Regions from separate parts of the Cyprinus carpio genome. Here all the other regions are linked to region 2. A link is a contact called in public Hi-C data. All regions are on one chromosome and are shown on one strand. The core of a region is the stretch at or near the end of the contact, and the rest is flanking DNA. Distances in the headings are between cores, read along the strand shown. Region 1 holds the start of dimt1l (probable dimethyladenosine transferase). Region 2 holds the start of LOC109094963 (ski oncogene-like). Region 3 has its middle 14 kb from the start of LOC109068339.

Region 1 (3,316 bases), core at 455-2,954, 200 kb after region 2:
GTTACCAGCAACTCTGAAGACAGATCTACAGCAATCAAGGAGAAACAAATCGGTAAACCAATACCTGATAAGGCAAGTTAGCCACGCAGACATCAAAAAAAGGGAGGTCTGTCTTGAGAACGTCCCCTATGAGGATCTGTAGCTTGTTTTGCATTGGACTGCATTGAAAACAGATTTTTTCAATCAAACAGGTGCTGAGGTCTTGACAACTGTGGCAGTGAATGTGTACGAAAAACACTTACGTGCACTGAACTCTTTTTTGAAGCTCAGCGACAAGCCTGGTGTCCAACTCACATGCAACTACCTTTGAAATTAATGTAAAATGTTAATTATTGGAAATGAAGTAATTATGGGGAGAAATAATAATAAAAATAAACAAATGAATCACTAGTTAAAATCCAGCAATAAACATTTAATGAAACATATTTACTTTCTTGGCTTTCTCCAGAAGTTTGACAGTCATGTTACCAGTTCCAGGACCAACTTCCAGAACCACATCTGTTGGTCGTAATGCTGCCTGCAAATACATTTTTGTATTATATCAACACACCGATTATTTTGTGCTGTTACAATGTGGGGACACATTCAGAGAGCTGTCACTTTCTTTAGAAGAAAGATGAATTGCTAGAAATATAAAATGAAACATTTGACTGAAAAAGTCACATTACTGACCTTCTCTATGATGCCGTTGACAACCAAAGGATTCTTTAAAATATGCTGACCAATACCAGTATTGAACATAATTCCTGAAACAGATCAAGAAACATTAATGCTTTATTGTTTATGAGCAGTGGATTCTAACAAACTTTAAACATGCGTGCCCGATAATATCCCACAAAGAAAAAAAAGCCAAAATTTGGCATGTGATATTATTGGCATGACAATTAAACAAATAAACTTTAAACTTGAGAGAGAGAGAGAAAGAGCGAGAGAGAGAGAGAGATCTGCCCTGATCTGATGTTTCCAGCACATGTAGATTATACTATGCCATATTACTGTATTATATTACTTAGATGTATATTTTGCCTCTGTAAACCTAATACTTTATCTTATTTAATTTTATTTCTAACTTATACACATACATACACTAATTCATTTTGCACTACATGCTTAATACTTTTTACATATTTTTATTATTACTATTATTCCTTTTATTTCTGTTAATACAATGTGCTTAAATGTCATGAAAATTATATCACATTGCAAACATATTTTCAAATGTACTTTTGTCATGCCAATAAATGCTCACTAAATTAAATGAGAGAGAGAGAGAGAGGAGAGAGAGAGAGAGAGAGGAGAGGAGAGAGAGAGAGAGAGAGAGAGAGATCTCATCAAATGTAAAACGTAGTAACTTACGTTACGTTAGCATGCGGTACAAAAAATGTGCTTAAATGTCATGAAAATTATATCACATTGCAAACATATTTTATGGTCCGAAAAACAGGCCTAATTTTCTTAGACATGTAACTTACGTTACGTTAGCATGCGGTACAAAACACGAGCTTAAGCTACCTTGACTCTTCACCTCCTGGTGTTGTCGAGATTTTTTCTCAGCTTTAACCTTCGGCATCTTGAAAAGTAATGTCTGAGATTCCAAACTGTGAAATTTACAGTACAAATGTGTGAGTAAGTTCACGCTATCATAAACACGTGTAGCAACTTTGGCTCCTTTCAGCTGATCGGTGATAGAAATTCAGTTGACCGCCTCAAGCTCCCTCTGGCGTAGTGGAGGTCGCGTGGAGGAACCGGAAATGACATTTTTAGAACTGTTGTTGCGGGGACATTTTCGCGGCAATCTGAACGTGATGCAAAGACTGTTGAGGAATATGACAGTTGAATTTTTATATTAATATAGAAGGTAAGCTTTCACCTGATAAAATAATGTGTGTTGAAGATAACTTTCTTATTCTGAGCTTTATATTCCGCTGAATAAAATTGTATTTAGAAGGCAAAATAGGTTCTTAAATTATTGTGTTTAGCGCCAGGTCAGTTTTATTCAGCGAGACTCAAACCTTGCGATTGATGAAATCTGTTATTCGGAACATGTATGCATCTTCTTTATTCTGTTCTAATGTTACAGATTCTGAATTTTTGAACATCAGAGGACACAACAACAATGGCATCAGTCACTGCAGAGGACATCAAGTCTGAACTGGATACTTTCAACATAGCCTTCAACAATGACACTGTGGATAAAAGTAAATGTCAAGTTTCTTACTTGTTTTAATTTTTGTTAATATAATTTATTTCATAAATTCACTGTATGTATATGTGTGTATATATATATATATATATATATATATATACACATACATATACATACATATATATACACATACACACACATACATACATACATACACACACACTCTTATGATGGTGATATACTGTAATAATTGTCTATTGTAGTGTTGGAGCAGTGTTTGTGTCACAGGCTGAAGGGGGATGAGATCGTATTTGAGTGGTTTGCTTTCAGCTCCAGTAAAGGCCAGGTGCCGCTCACTCTTGATAACCTGGACCAGTTTGAACATGAAGTTAGTACAAGTGTGCAAAACATTATAACTGATCTCCTGAGATGCCTTAATAAATAAGACACCCTATGCTTCCCTTCTTGATTTGTATACTGCTTATGTGCTCCTTACAGATGCTGTACAAGAAGAAAAAGCCTAAAGGCTCATCAAAGGGAAGCCAATTTAACAAGACAAGAGACATCAATTCTATCCAGGAACTGTATCCTTGTGACTCAGATCATCGCTTGGTTTAATTTGATGTAATGTAATAATTTTTTTTCACTATAAATGATCAAAGTAGTTTTCTTAACAGAGTCTCACAGAATCCGTGCAGAAGAGGAAGAGGAGAGCATGCTGGATTCCTATTCAACACCTGCCAAAGTAAGAAAAATTGGAGACAGATTAAAAGGCGACACTTGATGGAAATGTAGATGGACAGATAAAAATGCATTACTGATTCCAAATGAGAAAATCATGTATAGCTCAGCTCTTATAAGTAAACTTAAATTGTTTATTTGGTCTGCTCAACTGCTGTAATTTCCAGTTTATTGACGTTTGCTTTCTTTGATACCAGACTGGTAAAAAGCACCAATGTAAATGTATTCCTATCGATTTGTGACTGCAGGGCTCTCAGAAGCGAGCGCTGACCACCCCAGAACATCCTCAGTCCAAGAGAGGTGTGGCCCGACTCACCAGTCCCAGTTTGTTGCTATCACCTGCCAGCTTTTCACCAAGGTAATAAAATCACCAAACATTTATTCAGATTTGAATATGTGAGACCTTTATGAGGCAAAAGAACCATTAAC
Region 2 (3,101 bases), core at 28-2,527:
GAATTGATGCAATGCATCAAGGCCATTTGTCCCATTGTGATCTACCTGCAGTAACATCCCCTTGGAGCTAGAGGGAGCTACTGCAACAGATTACATTGACCTCATGCTTGCCGTTGGACTCAATCTAAAAAGAATTATTAATAAATCATTGGCATATGTACAGCACTGTAGTGTGACAGGAAATGTGAATAAAATATGGCCCATTACCATCTACAGACATAACATTCATAGATATACATACATTAAAATAAGAGGTAAATATATAGGTCACAGTACTATTCACAGAAAGTGAGTGGATAAATATTTTTGGATGTCTGTGTGAAATAAACCCAAGATGTTGTAATAGTGGCACTGAATATTGTTTTATATAATTATCATCCATTTACTATAAAAACATGATAATTTTGAGGAGAATGATGATGTGATGAGTAATATTATTATTGCTTGATGTGCTTGACCCAGTTGTTTGATATTAGTGACAAAACATTACAGTTAGTTTGTCATATCATACAAATATTGTGAAACAACATATTTGTGTTTATTAGTCATGTAGTAGCAGTATTCTCCCAGTTCAATCTAAAAGTCTCAGGAAAACCAAATCTTACAAACTCAGACCGCAGTCAGTCTAAATTAGAGTGTCTGTTTCAGACTCCACCCATCAACCCACTGATTCTGCCTGCCTGCATACAACCTGCCTGCAAAATGCTCTTATTTCCTCCCCCTGTGACTTTCATTTAAAATGTTCACTGCACAAATGTACAGTTTTACTTTTTAAGCTTAATTGCATATATATATATATATATATATATATATATATATATATATATATATATATATATATATACATACATACTATGTATTATTCAATATTATTACCTTGCCTATTTATTTTTTGTGTTGTCTTTTTTAACATTTTAAGACAGTATTGTAAATGATGGCATTCATGCCTGTAAAGCTGTCATTTAAATAAATAAAATTTTATAAATCAGTTAATAAATTAAATAGAATAATGTGATAACTTTTTATGAATGGAGTAAAGTTTGCAAATAAGACATTAATAAACAAAAAGTAAAAAAAAAAATCAAGTAAATATAAATAGTGATATTTTAAATACAGTGATTGTTTCTGCAGCAGTGGGGAGTGAAGGCTGTTTCTTGGAAGAGCCACAGCCTGCGGAGTCAGTCACATTCTTGGCTGGGATTCAATGACTGAGCCAGACACACACAAACACTGAGCGAGCGAGAGCGAGAGAGAGAGAGAGAGAGAGAGAGGCTGTGCTCACTGACTCAGTCATACTGAACTGCAGGGGCAGAGGAGCGGAGGAGACGCGCCGTCCGGCTGCAGCGATCTCTACTCGCAGGGGAAAATACGGATTTAAAGTTGGCTGGTTGTGTATTTGACTCCTGAATTTGACGTGGGACAAGTTCGGCTCCCCCGTGGGATAGTTTTGTTGCATCTTGCGGGCTTTTGCTTTTGTTACACTTCAGTTTTCTGTACGCGTCTGTCTGTGGATATGGACTGGAGAGAGCCCGCTGCAGGGGAAGAAGACACGCTGGTGGAAACCTTCGTCTGAGTGGGGATTTGATGAAGCCCTATCGGCCTTCTTGTACTTGTTTTCACAGACTTGGATTTAGAGACGCGGAACCAGGACCTTTGAGTCGTATTTCTCGCCAGACGCTCGGTTTCAACGACAACGCGGTGCTCGAAACATGGAAACAGTAGCGCGACAGAGTTTCCAGCCTCACCCGGGACTGCAACAAACTCTCAAACAGTTTCACCTGAGCTCCATGAGCTCTCTCGGAGGACCGGCCGCTTTCTCGGCCAGATGGCAACACGACCTGCTCTTCAAGAAGGACGGCAAAGACGTCCCGGAGCCTGTGCTGCACCTCCCCCCCATGCAGCCTCCTCCGGTGATGCCCGGGCCGCTCTTCATCCCGTCCGACCGCTCCACCGAGAGGTGCGAGACGGTCCTGGAGGGCGAGACGATCTCGTGCTTCGTGGTGGGCGGTGAGAAGCGCCTGTGCCTGCCGCAGATCCTTAACACGGTGCTGCGGGATTTCTCGCTCCAGCAGATCAACTCGGTGTGCGACGACCTACACATCTACTGCTCGCGCTGCACCGCCGACCAGCTGGAGATCCTGAAGGTGATGGGCATCCTGCCGTTCTCCGCGCCCTCCTGCGGACTCATCACCAAGACAGACGCGGAGCGCCTGTGCAACGCGCTCATCTACGGGGGAACGTACCCGCCGCACTCCAAGAAGGAGCTGTACGGCTCCATCGAGCTGGAACTCACCGAGAAGAGCTTCAAGATCTATCACGAGTGCTTCGGGAAGTGTAAGGGTCTGCTGGTCCCGGAGCTCTACACGAGTCCCAACGCGCCCTGCATCCAGTGCATGGACTGCAGACTTATGTACCCGACCCAGAAATTCGTGGTTCACAGTCACAAATCGCTGGAGAACAGGACTTGCCATTGGGGCTTTGACTCGGCCAACTGGAGGGCATATGTCCTCCTGAGCCCGGATTACACGGGGAAAGAGGAGAAAGCGCGTCTGGAGCAGCTCCTGGATGACATGAAGGAGAAATTTGACTTCGCCAATAAATACAAGCGGAAAGCATCACGGGTGAGCTAGTTTTTTATATTGCGCTGCACCAGGATGAACGGTTTAAGTTTTGTTCTAGTGTACGGCAAGTGTCAGATGTCCATAACAAGCCGTTTATTCTTTTTAAACTAACTAGTTTCTGTGTTACTAGTTGCTGCCTAGTATAGCCAATAACCTTGCCAATAACCATGTTTTTTTCAATTTCATTAATAACTTTTAATCACAAACATATTCTGTAGTAATTATAGATTTGTCCCAAGTATCAAGTAATTCACTGCAAACTAGCACTTCTCGGCAGTGGCAAACAATTTAGCATCTTTGCTTCAGATACCAACTTATGTTTTCCCATTATACTGGCACCAATTTCAGATTTACTAACTATTCATGGTGTATTCATATAAATTTTGGCTTTCTAGAAATAGTTAAGCTATCTGTGACTGTTTTCATAGAATTAATTGTATCATACTCATTTATTATACACTAGTGTGTTGTAGACATTCT
Region 3 (3,579 bases), core at 510-3,009, 140 kb after region 2:
CTTGCTTCATCATACGTCCTCTGCTCTCTCTAGTATCTGTAGAATTCAGAGCCAAGCACAGCTGAAGCCTGCTGTGTGCAGACCTGTACGTGTAAGCTGACACCATGAAACTACAGTGCTGTTACCCAACACACACACACAGGTCATCAGATTATTTACTGTAAAATAATTTGGAGCAGGACCAATATCAAATATGCTCCAAGAGGGACATGACAGCACACACACACAAGCACTCACACACACTTACTACACATATGCTTACTTACCTATTTAAATGATGATGTATCATAGACATTTATGTTTTTATATGGAATTAATTATAAGTACTTATACCCAAACTTTCACCCAAACTCTAACTTTATAAAGGGAGGTTCTGTCATATTTAGCTCACCAAATTTGTCACCAAGGTATATATGTAAACCATAGCACATAAATATGCATTTAAAGTGAGATATGTTTTAAAATGTGCTGCACAATAACCTATGAACAAAAAACATCAGATTATGATTGTAATTTAATGTTTCTTAATGCAGTAATGTATATGAAGTCTATAACACTCCAGATCTCCACTGCTGAGTGAGCTTTTGTAAGTGTGTGTGTGTGTGTGTGTGTGTGTGTGTGTGTGTGTGTGTGTGTGTGTGTGTGTGTGTGTGTGTGTGAGGCAGCAGTGTGTAATTCAACACACGTAGGTAAATAAGAGTTCAAGTTCACAGCTGTTGGAGAGAGAGAGAGAGAGAGAGAGAGAGAGAGAGAGGGTAGGGTGCAGTAGTATTTGCCTACAGCACTGACCCTATTAACCAGGATAGTCACAACCCGCACGACAAACACCTACACAGCCACATGCTGTTCAAACAAGAGATTAAGGTGGCAAGTTGGAAGTGTTGTACAGGTTGACCTTTGACCCTGCCTGGTATCTCTTTTTCCTCAGAAATATCAGCAGCAAGGGTACAGTTAGGATTTTGGAGATGAGGGAACCCTAAAATCTGGTGGTATATATCAAATAATAAAACACAAATTAATAATAATTTGAATAGAATATATATATTATTATTGTTATTTTATTAAATATTATATTATATTATAAATTATATTATTATTATTTTATTAAAATAATAAAAATAACAGAATGAAATACAATTAAAGATCATTATATTATATTGTATATTATATTATATTATATTATATTATAAAAAAAATTGTGAAAGTAGTATACAAATATTTACTAGAAAATGGAGCAATGAATCAAAAATTATATACACACATATATACAGATAAAGACAAACAGATATCACTTAATTCTACATAGTACATGTTGGTCCAGTGATATAAATTGTGTTGTTGACACAAGCAGTCTAGAGTTGAAAACCTGTGAGAATACACAACTCAAAACTGCTACTGAGAGTTTACTATGTCACATCAGTGTCCCATATTTTGGTCTAATTTAACCCCTGCTCAGCAATGACAAAACAATAATTAAGCAATATCGCTATCTATATATCAATATCTTTTTCCTCTGGTTGCAAGCTCTTGAGATTTAAATAAACTATGATGCAACAGCCATGTGACTACTCACAACCTAAACAGTAGCTCTGCTCTACAATTATGCTAGCATAAACGCTTCACTTATCTTCTTTCTCAGCATGGCAGAGAAGGATGGATGAGAAGAAGGAATGTGGCATGTTTAGGAAGGAGTGTCGTGGGAGAACCAACTCAGACAGTGAAGGGAGAGGTTTTCCTGCTCACACACAAATGCGGTTGCATGCATGCAAAACACACACACACACACACATACACCTTTGTTGTAAGTTGTAAGAGCACAGCTCGACTATACTGGGATACGGTTGCTGTGTCTGTGAGTTTGGAATGTTAACTCAATCCAGATGAGAAGAGAACACACTACAGCCGGTCTCAATCTCTCTATCTGTCCTTCTCTCCTGCTCTTTCTGACACACACACCTCATTCTTTTTGGGTTTGGAGGCCAGATCTGCTCAGCAAATAGCAGCACCTGGTGGAGAGGTTGAGAGACACATACGTACATGTAAGCCACATAATCACACATCCAAAGACACACCATTTAGGAAATAATGTAATAATAGCTGTAGTGTGGAGTGGAAGCGGAGCAGGAAGCGACAAGTATTCGGAGCAGGGATTCTCTCAGCATAGTGTCAAGCAAGTGAAGAGCGAAAATGGAAAACCCTGAGTGGAGTTGAAGCCATTAAAGTAATTACAGTAATGTCATTACAGATCACTATGGCTGAGGAAAACATATAAAACATATACTATCATTAACTAAAATTAAAACTATGAAATATATATATATATATATATATATATATATAATATATATATATATATATAATATAAATACTATAATAGTATATAAATAATACTCAAAAAACACTATGTAAGAGAGAGAGAGAGAATACACCTTTTCTGCAACAGTGCACTTAATCAAATATATTGTCTATATAATGACTAAAAATATGACTAAAGCAAAAAAAAACTTTTTTACCTAAAAGTACTATTTTCAGTTTTTTTATGTAGTCATCGTTTGTCTTTTGACAAAAAAAAAAAAAAAAAAAAAACTAATTTAGAGAATATTTTATCTTATCATATTCATTTTCTCTGATAAAAATGGTGTCCAGTTTTAGCTAAATTAAACCAAATACTCAGACATTTTACATATTTATTTAAACACAAATGTTTTAAACACCCGGGATCCTGAAGTAACATTATATGAGTACTGTAATATAATCTTAGGAATTTGTGCTTAAGTTATTCACCATGTTGTGAATATGTATGAATAATACAAACAAAGCATGGTGCTAGCAATGCCAAGGTCATGGGTTTGATTTCCAGGGAATGCATGATTTGAAATATGTATGTATATATATATATATATATATATATATATATATATATAAATATATATATATATATATATATATATATATATATATATATATATATATATGTATGAATGTATGTATATATAGAATATTTGCATAAAAGTGTCTGCCAGATGCATTAATTTAAATTGATCTCATATGTATAAAATGTATTTGAATGATTAACTGGCTAGCAAACACTTCAGATTACTGGTGTTCATAAGAACACTCATTTTCTAAACTAAAATAGTACCATATATAATACTTAATTTTATGTTTTAGCATTCCCAAGCCATTTTAAATCTGTAACATTGGATTGTTAAAGGTGCTGTATGTAGGATTAACACCGAGTGGTTGAACTAGGTATTGCAGTCCAAATTCAAAATATTGGAGAGGGTTTTTTTCACCCGGCCCCTCTTCCTCAGACTTGACGCACACGCAGGTTGCCAGATTGATGACATCAACAGGAACGAGTGCACTTGACAATGAATGAAATGAAAAACACTGTGTTTTCCGCCAACTGGCAACGGGGTGCCGAAATACAATTGGGGTAAACTGGCAGTGGGCGGGTTTCACAAACCAAAACAGAGAACAACATTCCGGCCGGAACACACATTTTCAAAGGAAAATAACTGACTGTAGCATTGTTTTTCAGATAAACAAGCAAGTTAACTTAGCATGTTTCTTAAA

Evidence for each region. Hi-C and Micro-C count contacts between places; a contact is called where the count stands out from the background.
Region 1: a contact with region 2 is called in a Hi-C map of skeletal muscle, with 2.3 times the contacts expected there. The contact joins the promoter of dimt1l here to the promoter of LOC109094963 in region 2. A contact is called at or near these places in 2 of 8 Hi-C or Micro-C datasets (liver and skeletal muscle).
Region 3: a contact with region 2 is called in a Hi-C map of skeletal muscle, with 3 times the contacts expected there. The contact joins the enhancer-like site here to the promoter of LOC109094963 in region 2. A contact is called at or near these places in 2 of 8 Hi-C or Micro-C datasets (liver and skeletal muscle).

The regions. Positions count from the first base shown.
Region 1 is chrA8:8,668,044-8,671,359 of ASM1834038v1, reverse strand. dimt1l (probable dimethyladenosine transferase) reads right to left here and starts at 1,704. Exons shown (of 12, transcript XM_042761951.1): 1 at 1,513-1,704; 2 at 673-746; 3 at 431-517; 4 at 243-304; 5 at 65-158. The coding sequence starts at 1,570. It overlaps LOC109080204 (DNA polymerase alpha subunit B-like), which reads left to right and starts at 1,711. Exons shown (of 19, transcript XM_042761950.1): 1 at 1,711-1,858; 2 at 2,081-2,198; 3 at 2,410-2,534; 4 at 2,645-2,730; 5 at 2,834-2,891; 6 at 3,136-3,245. The coding sequence starts at 2,117.
Region 2 is chrA8:8,864,907-8,868,007 of ASM1834038v1, reverse strand. It overlaps LOC109094963 (ski oncogene-like), which reads left to right and starts at 1,277. Exons shown (of 7, transcript XM_042761959.1): 1 at 1,277-2,621. The coding sequence starts at 1,710.
Region 3 is chrA8:8,726,276-8,729,854 of ASM1834038v1, reverse strand. No RefSeq gene overlaps it. Among protein-coding and RNA genes, the nearest start is that of LOC109068339, 14 kb to the left of the region's middle. Within about 2 kb of position 1,759, at least 1 of the 8 cell types and tissues checked has an H3K27ac peak or open chromatin away from gene starts, as enhancers often do. A contact at or near this core is called in skeletal muscle, where this site is marked.